3 separate regions of the Mus musculus genome follow, and all the other regions are linked to region 1. A link is a contact called in public Hi-C and HiChIP or PLAC-seq data. All regions are on one chromosome and are shown on one strand. Each heading gives the region's core, a stretch centred on a gene start, on an enhancer-like site or on the middle of the called end of the contact. The rest is flanking DNA. Distances are from core to core; before and after follow the strand shown. Region 1 overlaps Gm30789 (predicted gene, 30789). Region 2 holds the start of 4930433B08Rik (RIKEN cDNA 4930433B08 gene). Region 3 has its middle 190 kb from the start of Gm30789.

The links. A called contact is a pair of places that touch in the nucleus more often than the background predicts. HiChIP or PLAC-seq counts read pairs in DNA pulled down with a chosen protein or histone mark.
Region 2: a contact with region 1 is called in a Hi-C map of uterus, with 4 times the contacts expected there. The contact joins the promoter of 4930433B08Rik here to the enhancer-like site in region 1. A contact is called at or near these places in 1 of 39 promoter capture datasets (liver), 12 of 484 Hi-C or Micro-C datasets (the 3T3-L1 cell line, embryonic fibroblasts, liver and 1 more) and 2 of 115 datasets of contacts at active chromatin or transcription factors (embryonic stem cells and neural progenitor cells).
Region 3: a contact with region 1 is called in an H3K27ac HiChIP or PLAC-seq map of stem cell-derived epiblast-like cells, with 5 times the contacts expected there. The contact joins two enhancer-like sites. A contact is called at or near these places in 4 of 484 Hi-C or Micro-C datasets (all in embryonic stem cells), 5 of 115 datasets of contacts at active chromatin or transcription factors (embryonic stem cells, epiblast stem cells and stem cell-derived epiblast-like cells) and 1 of 9 other capture datasets (embryonic stem cells).

Annotation. Positions count from the first base shown.
Region 1 is chr3:18,622,812-18,626,856 of GRCm38.p6, reverse strand. Gm30789 (predicted gene, 30789) reads left to right here. Exons shown (of 4, transcript NR_166210.1): 4 at 804-4,045. Among named protein-coding and RNA genes, the nearest start is that of Gm30723, 7.5 kb to the right of the region's middle. Within about 2 kb of position 1,961, at least 196 of the 459 cell types and tissues checked have an H3K27ac peak or open chromatin away from gene starts, as enhancers often do. A contact at or near this core is called in embryonic fibroblasts, embryonic stem cells, liver and 3 more, where this site is marked.
Region 2 is chr3:18,478,727-18,483,185 of GRCm38.p6, reverse strand. It overlaps 4930433B08Rik (RIKEN cDNA 4930433B08 gene), which reads left to right and starts at 2,709. Exons shown (of 4, transcript NR_040544.1): 1 at 2,709-3,066.
Region 3 is chr3:18,827,579-18,831,565 of GRCm38.p6, reverse strand. No RefSeq gene overlaps it. Among named protein-coding and RNA genes, the nearest start is that of Gm30789, 190 kb to the right of the region's middle. Within about 2 kb of position 2,580, at least 12 of the 459 cell types and tissues checked have an H3K27ac peak or open chromatin away from gene starts, as enhancers often do. A contact at or near this core is called in embryonic stem cells and stem cell-derived epiblast-like cells, where this site is marked.

The DNA.
Region 1 (4,045 bases), core at 712-3,211:
TGAGTGAGCTGCGGACCAAGACATGTCCTATATCCTTATATCTTCATGGAGGGGTTGTATGTAAAGGAAAGAAATAGTTTTTTAACTGTATATTCTTTAACTTGTAAAAATAATGTTCAAAAAGCAAGAAGACGGAGAACCCCTTTCTTAGCTGTTCATGTAAACTCTGAGTGGTGTTGGTGCTTGCACACCCTACACTTCCGTCATGTTCTTTGAGACGGGTTCCTGACTGTCTGCTGGCAGTGATGCTTTGAGGTGGAATCTATGCTGGGCTTCAGGGGGCCCCTGCCTATCCCAGATCTCCACCTCTTGCCTCGGTGCCTCTTTCCAGTACTACACCTAGAGGTTTCCAACTCGGGCTCACTGTCACCTGCCTCTGAATCTCTCCCAGAGATTGTGCTGTGACCCAAATGTGAGTAACCCTTCTCCTGAGATTATTTCAGAAAAACAGCTTACAATTTAAAAACGTGTAAGATGAATTAAAAATAACAAACAAATAAAAATCCTCCCTAAATGGAAGCGCACACACAGCACAATGCAATGGAAGCCACATCGCAATCACACAAGAAAGCTGCAAGTCCTGAGGCTTCATTTAAAATAGTGGGTCCCTCCCGAGTTCTCAAAAACTAACATATTAATTCCCAAACAAACTTCTTTGTACCTAATGCTGACAGGCAGACAGGCGGTGGGGGTGGGGCGGGGCCTGTGAGAAGGGGAGCAAGGCCAGGGGACCGCTCTGCTGCACCAGCTTGGGTTCCCGGCCCCGGTGATGGAATTATTGTTTATTTTTTTAATTTTCCAAGGTAGGCCGATGACAGCTGAAGAAGACTGTATTTGCGGAGGAGCAGCATGAGGGTAGAGAGGAGCAGAGCTCCTGAGGGAAACCTAATAGTTCCTCTCCTTCCTGCACGGAGATAAAGACTTATAATCAGCGTCTATGTTCACCATCTGGCTCTGCGCATGTGGTCCGTATGGAGGAGAAAGCCGCACAATCTGTAAGTGATCAGGAGCCATGGCGCTCTCTCCAGAGAATCCACGATGCAATCAAGGTGACAGATGGCACGGCCACTGCTGTGGCCTCATGGAGAAGATCAAAATCACCTTCAATAAACTCTGACTGAAATGGGCATGAGCACCTCGAAAAAGTCAGTTTGTCAGTCAAACTGCGACAGCGCGCTGCACTGGGGAACCACAGCGGCCAGCTCTCTGTTTTCAATCGTTTCCGTCTGACTGGGCCTGAACTATGATCCTTCTCAAATTGTCCTTTCTGTTTAGCTGAAGCAGGCCAGCAAATTGCCAGATTCATTGCTTTATTGAAGAAAATTGAAAACACGATGTCCTCAATTCCGAGGACGCACAGCTGGCAGGTACCCGGGACACCCAAACGCAGGGAGAGTGGACCTGGTTTCTGCAGCCGGAGTTTGCCCAACTTTAGGCGGATATTTTTGAACGCAAATATAAAATGCAAATGTGTACGGGGCAGTGGTTATGTAAACGGTATTAAGTAACCAGTAAGTGTTGTAGAATGGAGACGTGGCTACAAAGAAAGGAAGAAAGGAAGAAAGGAAAGGGGGAAACTCCAGCAGGGAGTTGTCTCTGCGAGTTCAGAGCAGGTTTCTTTCTTGATAGAGCTAGTGTGTTTTCTTTCTGTATCTGTTTACTATGTGGAGGTTCCTTTGGGTTTGAGCACAAGGTTGAAGAAATGCAGAGATACTGTTTTGTTTTGAGCAAATCACAGGGAATCTGCAGGGGTCAGGAAGTTTAAACAAATTTCCGTTTCTCCTAACCCCAGAGGAAAAAAAATTAGAAGCCCCAACCGCTTATAAATGGAGGGAAATGAGGAACAGCTAACCTGCAGTGGGACTCAAATCCACTACCATCTTTTGAGAAGTAAGGACACTGATTTCAGGTCAGGGAGGGCGGGTCCTGATGAGAGCAGGCGCCCCTCTTCCTCCCTCCTGATCCCTTGGCACAGTTCCACTGTTGTTCTTCCTCCCAATCGCCAGGACCGGAGATTGAAAGCAAAACTAGACTTTTCCAATCTTCTTTCTCTAAAGTTTCCAGGATCTGTGTCTGGTCCTGGAGTTTTCTATTACAAGCTGGCTGAGGGAACTTACCCCTTCTAACTTTTCGTCCATTCTCTTTTTAAAAAGTTGTAACCTTCTAGTTAATGTTGCGGGCTTGCTTCATTTAAGATCCAAACCCTGCTCCTGCTTCATCCCCCACAATGTAAACTGTTTGACAGCTGAGAAATACTGAGTCACCCGGCCCTGGATTTCCATGGGAATTCTCTACTCTTATTATAGGTACAATTTGAATGCCAGGATTCTGGTGCAGTGATATAGAAATGCATCTAAAGGGGACTCATCCTTGATTTGTGTATGTGAAATTCAAGAAAACACGGGGAAAAGCTCCTATTTTGAGTGACAGGAAAGTCTTGCTCTTTGGGGGGAAGGACTGTGTTTTCACAGAGTATAAGAGTGGAGCTAACTTACTGCATATCAAAGGGAAGTGTGGTTTGTTAAGAACAAAAGACCCTTTGTGTTTTCTTGTTCTTTAGTAGGTAATACCTACTGAGTGCTGAGTACCCACTATGTGCAGGCTTTGCAGAATTGAGAAGATTCCCAGGGAGAAAATGTAGGTTTTAAAGCCCTCTTCGGGGCACAGAGCTCTCTGCCTGACCTTTCTCCCTTGACCTACCTCCTTGGGCAGTGGGGGGTGTTCTTGCATGACAACAGGGCTGGTGTTAGGCTGGTGGCTGCCTGCTGTTTTTACACAGGAAATGCTGTGTATTTTTTCTGTGGTCTTTGGCTTCCTGGAATAGCGACTGTTTAAAGACACATTCATCAGTGCTGCCACCAGGAGGGGTGGTAGGATGAGTCATCGCTCAGCAGCAGCTCCAGTTACTCAGGGAGAAAGAAATCTTTTGCTTCCTAACGGTGGCAGTTCTGAGTCTTTCTTTAAGAGATGGCCTACTGGACCATGACAGTATGGAAACATACTTCTAAAATGAGGTTTAGTAATTAGAGCTTGGCCCAAACTCAGATATTTATGCTCCAGTCATCTCTAGCATGGAATTTCTCTTGATCTGTGCCAGATACACAGCCATACACCATTAGTGTCCTTTAACTCTAAGTCCCAAACTAAAATCTTGCTTAGAGAAATTTCCTTGAGACAGTTTAAAACTCATGTTCATGAGCAGAGATGTCCTTAAAGTGCTGTATGTACTTGCTATATCCATCCATCCATCTCTGTATCTTCTGTAGGTGAGATTGGCAGGGATGGGATGTGAGGATGTAGAGATTGTCCTGGGATTCACAAGGCAGCACCCATGGAGGGCAACTCTCCATCACAGGGCACTGGCTTTTTGAGTAGATGCATTAATGACATTTTTTATTCATTAATATTTTGTTCTCTGTGTGTGTCTGTGTGTCTCTCTCTCTCTCTCTCTCTCTCTCTCTCTCTGTGTGTGTGTGTGTGTGTGTGTGTGTGTGCATGTGTGTACATTGTCACATATGTGTTCATGGATACAGGCACATACATATCACAATTCAGAGATCAACACTAAATGTTTTCCTCAGTACCCTTTACCTTGTTTGTTTGTTTTCTTTTTTGAGACCCAACATCTTAGTGAACCTGGAGCTTGCTACTTTAACGAGACAGGGTGATAAGCAAGCCCCACAGGATATGCCCCTGTCTCTGCTTCCACATCATTGAGATTAGAGCCATGTACACTTTCACCCTGTTTTATAATGTGCTGAAGAACTAAAGCCAAGTTCTCATGCTTGTCAGTCATGCGCTTTACTTATGATTATTTTGCCAGGTCCAAGAGTTTAAGAGCAGATTCATTGTGAATGAAGAGATTGCATAGAAATTTAAATACAGATAGAAAAGAATAAGTATGTGGTGAGATGTTTCTTATGAATTGAGAGTAGTTTGGTCATTTGTAGGTCACAGATTTCATTAGTTCCTATTACTATTTTTCTTACCACTTTATTGCTTAAAGTTACTGCACTAATTTTAAGAATATTTTCTGCTAACTTTA
Region 2 (4,459 bases), core at 1,460-3,959, 140 kb after region 1:
ATTCTATGATGATTCCACAAATGTTGGTGTTGCGGGACAACTGATGGAAGAAAGAGAGCCACAAAAGGATGAGTCCAGACTTCTTAGCAGCAGGGAAAGTGTCTCTGTGGGAGTATTACAGCCTCCTTGAAGCTCTTGTTATTGTTACACAAAAGGTACCTTTAGTAAGTCTGCCTTATTTCTGCCTATCAAAACATCCTGTCTGACCTAGGGGCTATCTTGAAATAACTATCACTAAAGCAATTTTCACCCATGGGAGACTTCCTGGTCTGCCAACATGTCTCTGGTTTAAGATATTCAAGGGCTGGGAGAAATCTTCAAAGAAATAACCGCATAAAAATCTCAGATAACAATCACTGACAAAAGCCTACTTCAAAGCTTAGATGCCATCATTCCAGATTACTGCCAGATACAACAGCTCTATTACGATTCTGTGTAACACACAAAAGCCCTATCAGGACTCCAGAACATTTTCACAGGAACTTAAAAACAAAACAAAACAAAACAAACAAACACAACTCTAAAATGCACATGGAAGCAAAGAAGAACCAAGCTGCTGTCTACCTGTTGTTTAGACCTTTCCAGTTCCTTTTATTTTTCTTTTCTTTTCTTTTCGTTCTTTCTTTTTTTGAGACAGGATTTCTCTGTATAGTCCTGGCTGTACTGGAACTCACTTTGTAGACCAGGCTGGCCTCGAACTCAGAAATCTGCCTGCCTCTGCCTCCCAAGTGCTGAGATTAAAGGTATGTGCCACCACTGCCCGGCTTCTTCCTGTTCTTTTTAAGGGAGCTAGGATTTGCTCCCAGGGCATGGCTTGTAGATTGCTGTTTTTAGGCTGCTTTTCAAGCTTGGTTTAGGCTAGTTCCTGTGTAGTCTCTATTTCAGTGTCATTCTTGGTTTTCTTGGAAGACTTGGACTTTGTGCCTTTATTGAACACACTTAGAGTTCAAGAGTTCGCCATTTTACTTAGTCAGAACAAATATGTAAGCTCTGGTAGATCTGACCTTCTAATTCTCAAGCAGCTGTTCTTTCTCTCGTTTTATTTATCCAGCTGTGTACATTCTTGCCTTGATCTGGTCACAGCCTTAATTTGGCATATTCACTATTCCCACTCTTCAGATTTTTAGCTTCCTCTCTTATGTTCATCAATGCAATTCAAGACATGGCTGCTTACCTATCTGATCTTTGATCTGCCTTCTCAGCCTAGAATCATTTGTTCATCCTTTCAACATACTGTTCTAGATGCTTGGAGATGTTAGTTCAAAATACAGAAAATCTTTACATTTTGGAAAGTATGTACACATGTGGGAGACAAACAGTAGAATGATGTATAATGAATAAATGATAAAATTAAATTACAATGTATGGTATCAGATAATAACATCTATATAAATCAAAAGTGAGCAGATTGAGAGGAATCAGGATATGAGAGAGTGTGGTATTAAACAGGAATCAACATAGACAATGAGTATGATGGTCAGACAATACATTAAATTTGGTAACTAGCTATGTGAATCTTTAAGCAAAGGGCTGAAGGAGAAGAGGATGTTCTTTGAGTTCTAGAGAAGCAGGGAAGAAACCATCTTGTTACTACTAGGACTGAAAAAGTTTTTAAAGCGTTGTCAACCACTTTATTGACTTTGATTTCTGCTGTTTAGAAAGACCTGCCATAGCTGCTACTGTTGTAATAGACAGTAACAGGAGCCAGGTCACTTGATAGTAATCGTGACAGGAGAAGTAGCATAAAGTCCTCAGATTATGTATAAATATGCAGAAAATGTAAAGCTCATGGAACCTTACAAAATAGTGATTGCAATCGTGAAAGAGAGACAAAAAGGAATGCTAAAGATCACCAAGATTCTAGGCTGAGAAACAGGAAAGATGATAGAGAATGTTGTGGATAAGGCAGTTTAGTAAGGGAGACCGGAGTTGAGTTTTACACTGAAATTTTAGCTTCCAAATGAACATCCACATGGAGAACTCAGGTAGGCAAATGACTTCATATTTCTGAAATGTCTTAAGTGGGGATATACTTTTGGAAGTTATCCAAGAAATTATGTACAAAGCACTGCGATTCAGCAGTGTCACCAGGCTGAGACTGATGATGGATTCAAGTGAAGACAAAGAAATAGAGCTTCTGCTATAAGAGGACAGTGATGTGAAGAAGAAACAAGAGTCTGAGAAAGATAAGCAAGGGAGGGGTGAAAACAAGAAAGAATGATATTCTGGAAGGCAGTGATGAATTTGCAGTGCCACGAAGAATTTCTTGTCTCTGCTAGTTGCTGGGAGTCAAGTTTATGGGTAATACAACTGAATCCTGAGTTTGAACTTAGTGAGAAGAGTTTAAGTGCAGTTGGTCACAGCTAAAGCCTGATAGGCGTTGGATCCAAAGTGTGTGTGGGGGGGGGGATGGGGGGGGGAGGAATAGCCAATGGTAGTCTAGTAAATTCCAGCAAGTTCCATATCTCTCAGTAAGAAAACTGATGGCCAGACATCATCCAATGAACCTAAAGTTCATGATCATAAACAGAGAGTGAGGCCAGGGAGCTTATAAGTTTTCTTTCAGTTTTATCCTTCCATGTGCAGGTCATAGATACATAGTGATGTAGTTTCTGTCTTAACTCTGTATGGTTAGGTCATAAAGGATTTGGTTATAATGATAAACTGTGGGATTTAAGCTTAAAAGGAAACTCTGATCGTGGTGGCTTAACAGATTGTGGATCTTGGGAAGTGTGCAGCCATCGAACAGAATCAAAACTCAGCAGATACCACACCTAACCACCTGGCATTTTAGAAATTTCATATCGCAAGAAGGGTGCAGTAAGCCTTATCTGGGTGACAGAGAAAAGGGAACAGTCTTCAGACAGGCAGCTACTGCGACACTGCTTTCTCAGATGTACTGATCATTACTGGGGAACTCAAACCTTAGAAGTAGGAGAAAGAAGAACATAAAAATACCAAAGAGACACCCCATGCCCTGTATGGAGGATCTGGAACATGTTGGAAAAATCCATATTCACTCTCACCTATCATCACTCATGGAGTTTCAGACCCTACGTTTTTGAGGTTTAGTAGATAGTGTTTTACTAACTAATTTTTTATAATTTTAAAAAAATTCTATCTAGGCTGTTGAGGAATGTGTGGATATGTTTTATTTTATTGTCACGGAATTCCACATTTTTATATTGCAATAGCTTGAAAACAGGAGACGTGTACGCCATATTTAGTCACAGGTTGGGGGAGTCAGTATTTACATCTTTGTTTTATTGTTTTGTAAGTTTGTGAACCTTTACGTGACTCATCTCTGGATCTTTAGAAACTTTCTATCTAGTCTTTGAGAACTCTTGTTGTTAGCATTCCATTGCTGAGAAATAGTTTGTGGGAAAACAACTTGAAGGAGAACATGTTTATTTTGGCTTATGTCACAAGTGTCAGACCACAGTAGTTTCGCACCACAGTACTGAACTGCACAGCATGACTTCATTCCTGAGAACTGAACATTGTGCTCATTTTCTGTCCTTGTGCTTCCTCCTCCCTCCATACCTCCCTGAACACTTCTTGGCCACTTTTCTTTTATGCTGAATTCAAATTCTTAGATTATCTCTTATCACAATGAACTTCCCTCTTACTCCTGTGGCATTTTGGGTTTTGTCTAAAATGTTCCTCTAAAGCTGTTTGCTAAAGGTATTCAAAAGTAAACAGATTATGAGGGCTCTGACTTCATCAATGAATGAATTGACTATTAGACAAAAGCTTGGCAGGTGGCACTAACTGATGGATGAGCCCTTAGAATCTACATACTCCTCTAACCCTACACTTGCCTAGCTTGCTGCTTCCTTGCTGCTAGGTGGTACACAGCTTGTATCCTTGCTGTGATGTGGCCTTGCCATAGGCAAGAAACAACAAAACAAACATTGTCTTTTTCAGATTGTTTTTTCCCCCAGGGTTTATGTTATAGCAATGGAATGCTAACACAATTATTTTTAGAGATTTTAAATCTCCTCCCCATCCCCTTCTGTTTTTTAATTGTTCATTTGTTACTGAAGAACGTAAAAGTAACTATGAAATTTCTGTAATCTCTGTATATTTTTCAATATTATTCTCATTGATTATATAATTTTCTGGTTTCATTCTACTCTGGTCTGGTAAAACACAACAAATTATATTGGTTCTTTTGTATTTTTAAGATTTCCTTCATGGTCTAAAGTTTATTTAGTTAACTGATGTTTTTAGTCTCAATATTTCTTATTGGTTAACTTTTCAGAAACGTAACTTCTTTTTATTTGGTGGATTTCTCATTTATACACGGATCTATTTTATCACTTTTGTTGTTCATGGTCTACATGTCTGACCTTGCACTTCACTGATTTTCTCAGGATCACTATTTTGAAACACGTGGTATATTTCCTATAACTTAGGATCATGTATGGAGAGTTATTTTGATCTTCTGGAGGAACCA
Region 3 (3,987 bases), core at 1,331-3,830, 200 kb before region 1:
GTCAAGAATCTAGTTGGCAGCAGCTAACAGAATATGTCAAAATAGCTAGAATTTTGAATGTTTTTCAACAATAAGCATATTAATTCTGATTATTGAAAATTGATTAAATTCATCGAGATGCTACTCTGTGCAACAAAATGGATATAAAATATTAAGTGATTATTTTTCAAAGAAGAAATCTCAGTGTCACTAGAACTTTACATTTTAAACCATATTAAATCTATTATTATAGTGATGCTGCCAAGAAAAGTGAAGTCTTAACTCTTAATTCATGGCTGGTATTAATATTTATTTAGTTACATACACAATCTTTTGTTTATCATGTATTTATAGAAAGGAGAGAACAGACTCCACAATTAGTTTTCTTGTATCTAGGACAAGCTTGTTACTCCCAGGACACATTTTGATGGTACTATTTCAGCATTGACTATTTTGAAAACTTGGAGAAATCTCTTCAAAGTCAACACTGCCCAGTTTAAAAATATCAAGTTGGATCATATACCGTAACATATTTAAACACTCCAAGTCTATGAATTTTAGACGGGGCTCAATTAAGTTGGTGTTCTTCCATCTTTCATAAATCATGCCTAGCAAGATTATACTCCTTTCCCTCCTCTCCCAGTACCCCCAGGGACAGAGACTGCAGCTTAACATTCTCACAGTCACCCTAGTGCTTATGGTGACACTGAGCATACTGGGGACAGTACTAATTATTTGACATCAGGGATTAGTTGTCTTTCCTACTGCTGAGTTTCAATGAGTATCTTTCTGGCTTTCCCCGCCTCCTGTCAGATTTTCTACCTACAGATAGTAGAAAGCCCTAGGGAACATCAGAGGTGCAGGGAATCAGGGAACATATGGTCAGAAGAAAATTGGGAGCTAAGCTGCCTGTGATAGATTTATTGTGGAGATTTGGGCACAAAGAGGTCAGAGAAAGGTGTTCTAGAACATTCAGAGACATATAATATGCTATTGTAAATGTTTGCTGAGTGACTATTCTGAAAAATAAATGAAATATATGATAAGTGAAAGTGAGAAATCCACCAGGGGAAGTAACTTGAGGTTGGGAGACAGATCCTCTGGGAGGGAAATTGTTTGCCTAATGTTTTACTGAAGGGAGGAAGTACTTTCCCCTCAGATCTTGCCCAGAGACTCAGATTGGTGCCGAGGATGCCTGGCTAACAGAACAGATGAGGAAATAGATGCAAATTGATGTTTTCTTTACCATGTCATGCTTCAAGCATGCCCCTCCATAGTCTGCGTACATTCAGATTTGAATGTAAGTTTTGTTGTCCAATTGCAAATGAAACAGGAGAGTGGTTGGTTATCACCATAACAGTCTTGCACTATTGGACCATTGCACATCTTGTTTGGCAGTCAGTGTTGTAGCATGTAGGTTCAGAACTGAATATGATCTTTGATGTTTTTTGTCCCTTAACAAGCTGCATAGCATTATCCAGCACTATGAAAGCCAGCTAGCAGAGAAAAGTTTTCAGATCAACTCAAGACTAACCTATTTCTATCCTACAACCAAGCATGTGATGTCTTCAGCAATGGGTTCTTACCCCATTCCCAACACTGAGATTTTAATGTATTAACCCATTTCTCTTAGGAGCAGCATTGTTCTCTAATGCAGAGTACTTCTGTTGTTTGTTTGCCTTTAGAAATTATACTTTTAAGTAGCTGACAAATTAGTGGGATTTCATAAAATGTCTTCATACCTGCCTAGCTTTGGCGAACCCAACTCTTGCTGCTCCTTTCATTCAGTACCCTGTCCCTGTCCCTGTCCCTGTCCCCACTTACACCTCTGCCTCCTAGTTTTCTCTCCCTGTTCTTCCATATCACATATTTTCTACTATCTGATCATTATATTTCCACGTAGAAGCTGGGCATTGCTGCAGACCTTTTTGGTCCCTGTCTGCATAGAATGGGTCTCTGGTTGCAGGTGGACAAGGAGTCGGCGAATGAATGACAGACAGAATCACACGAGAGACTGTGTAGAATCTGAATGTATTGTCACAAAGTGAACACCAGTCTTATATAATACAGAAAACAAAGGGGTAGGATGTCACAGCAGGCAAAATTGAAGTTACCTGACACAAAACAAAGGAATGACTTCAAAAGGACTACAGAAACCAGCTAATATTTACAGTAAAGATAAAATAGCTCTGCTTAGGGTCAGCTAATGACAGGTAAGTATTTCACACCCTAGTCACAATTTGGGCTACTCCTTTGAGCCTTGTGAAAGCTAGCACCAGGGGGTTCTGCTCTAGCAGACCTTCTCATGAATAATGCAATACCACAACCTCCCCTCCCCCCTATTTCCTAGGCCTTGATAAATTCTTGTATGAGTGTAACTTGGGTGTTCTTTTAAGTATCTGTGGAGAATCTCCATTTGTCAGAAGAATTCGCCAATTTCCTTCTAATATGCAATGTAGCCTGTTATACCTGGCTGTAGAGAAGTTCCCTGTCTCAGGGGGATTCCCTAACTCTTTCATGATAAATCCACCTAGTAGCTAGGCCATTGTGTATTCCCTTGTTTGGGTAAGACTGGCTACTGCCCTAAGTAATCACTCTGCAGACTAGCCCTGAGCTATTTTAGCTCTGTTCTTTGTAATGCCTAATTAGTTTCACTGAGTCTCTGCTAGAAGTAAATTTGAATGTTATTGAATAGGTAACATTCTTACTGAATTCCTACTGAATTCCAAGCTCATCGGCTTCAAGCATTTTCTAAGACATTGGAACACTGGTGGAGGCTTACCTATGTCAGAATTCAATCTTAAAAGGCACTTATAATAAAATAATACTAAAAGAGAGCACATGGATCCATACACCAGACTAACTCGGGGATAGGGTATGAGTATACAGGTTATGAGAATGCCAAGGTTCCAGGAAGTTGAGTTTCCTTGAAACTCTTTGCCTCATGAGTGCTTCCAGGCCTGCCAAGCAGACTTCACTGGAGTGTGTGTAGCAGGGCATGGTGGTGCACACCTTTAATGCCAGCACTCAAGAAGCAGTGGCAGGCGGATTTCTGAGTTCGAGGCCAGCCTGGTCTACAAAGTGAGTTCCAGGACAGCCAGGGCTATACAGAGAAACCTCATCTTGAAAAAAACAAAACAAAACAAAACAAAACAAAACAAAACAAAACAAAACCAACAAAAAAACCAACAGCAACAACAAGAAGTACAAGATCATTGTTCCCAAATAGCTTCTCATGAACAGTTCATTTTGGTTGAGTCTTCCCTGGTCCTTTATTTCCTACCCTAACACTCTACTATAGATTGAACCTTTTGCCCACTTGACTTTCATTGTTACCCCTTCCACTTTCAGTATTCCCCTCTCTACTTTGACTTCCTCTACACCTACTATCCTTCCTCCTTAAAGGTATACCCTGCCACCAATGCCCTGTGTCGAGTTTTCTAGCTTTCACATGTACTCCATATTAAACGCACTAAATATTTGAAAGTGAAACTATTACATAAGAGAAAACAAATAGCATTTCTCCTTTTAGGCCTGGATGGACCCCACTCAGAAGTATAAGATTGTCTAGTTACATCAATTTACCTACAGATTTTACTATTCTTTATTGCTGAGTAGTATCTTATTGTGTATATGTACCATATTTTAATTATCTCTCCATCAGTTTAATGGATGCCTTCTTAGATGTTGTAAATAGAGTGTCAGTAAAATAGGCTACTAAGTTCTTTGGGTTCATGCCTACAAGTGATTTGAGGCTTTTTATTTCAGTGATACCATCAGTATTGGATCATCATCATAGTGATTTCTTCCTGTTATCCGGTCATTGCCCTATGTCATAAGATCCTGAAGCTTTGGATCAGCTGAAATCAGGCCCTTTCATGCATCCCAACACATCCTAACAGCTCACACATGATGTAGATGCTGTGGTGGGTCAATGCAAAACTGTGGATCTGGACCTGTGTGGTAGCTGAACTGGTCAACCTGCTAGCTCTCTCTTATCCACACCAC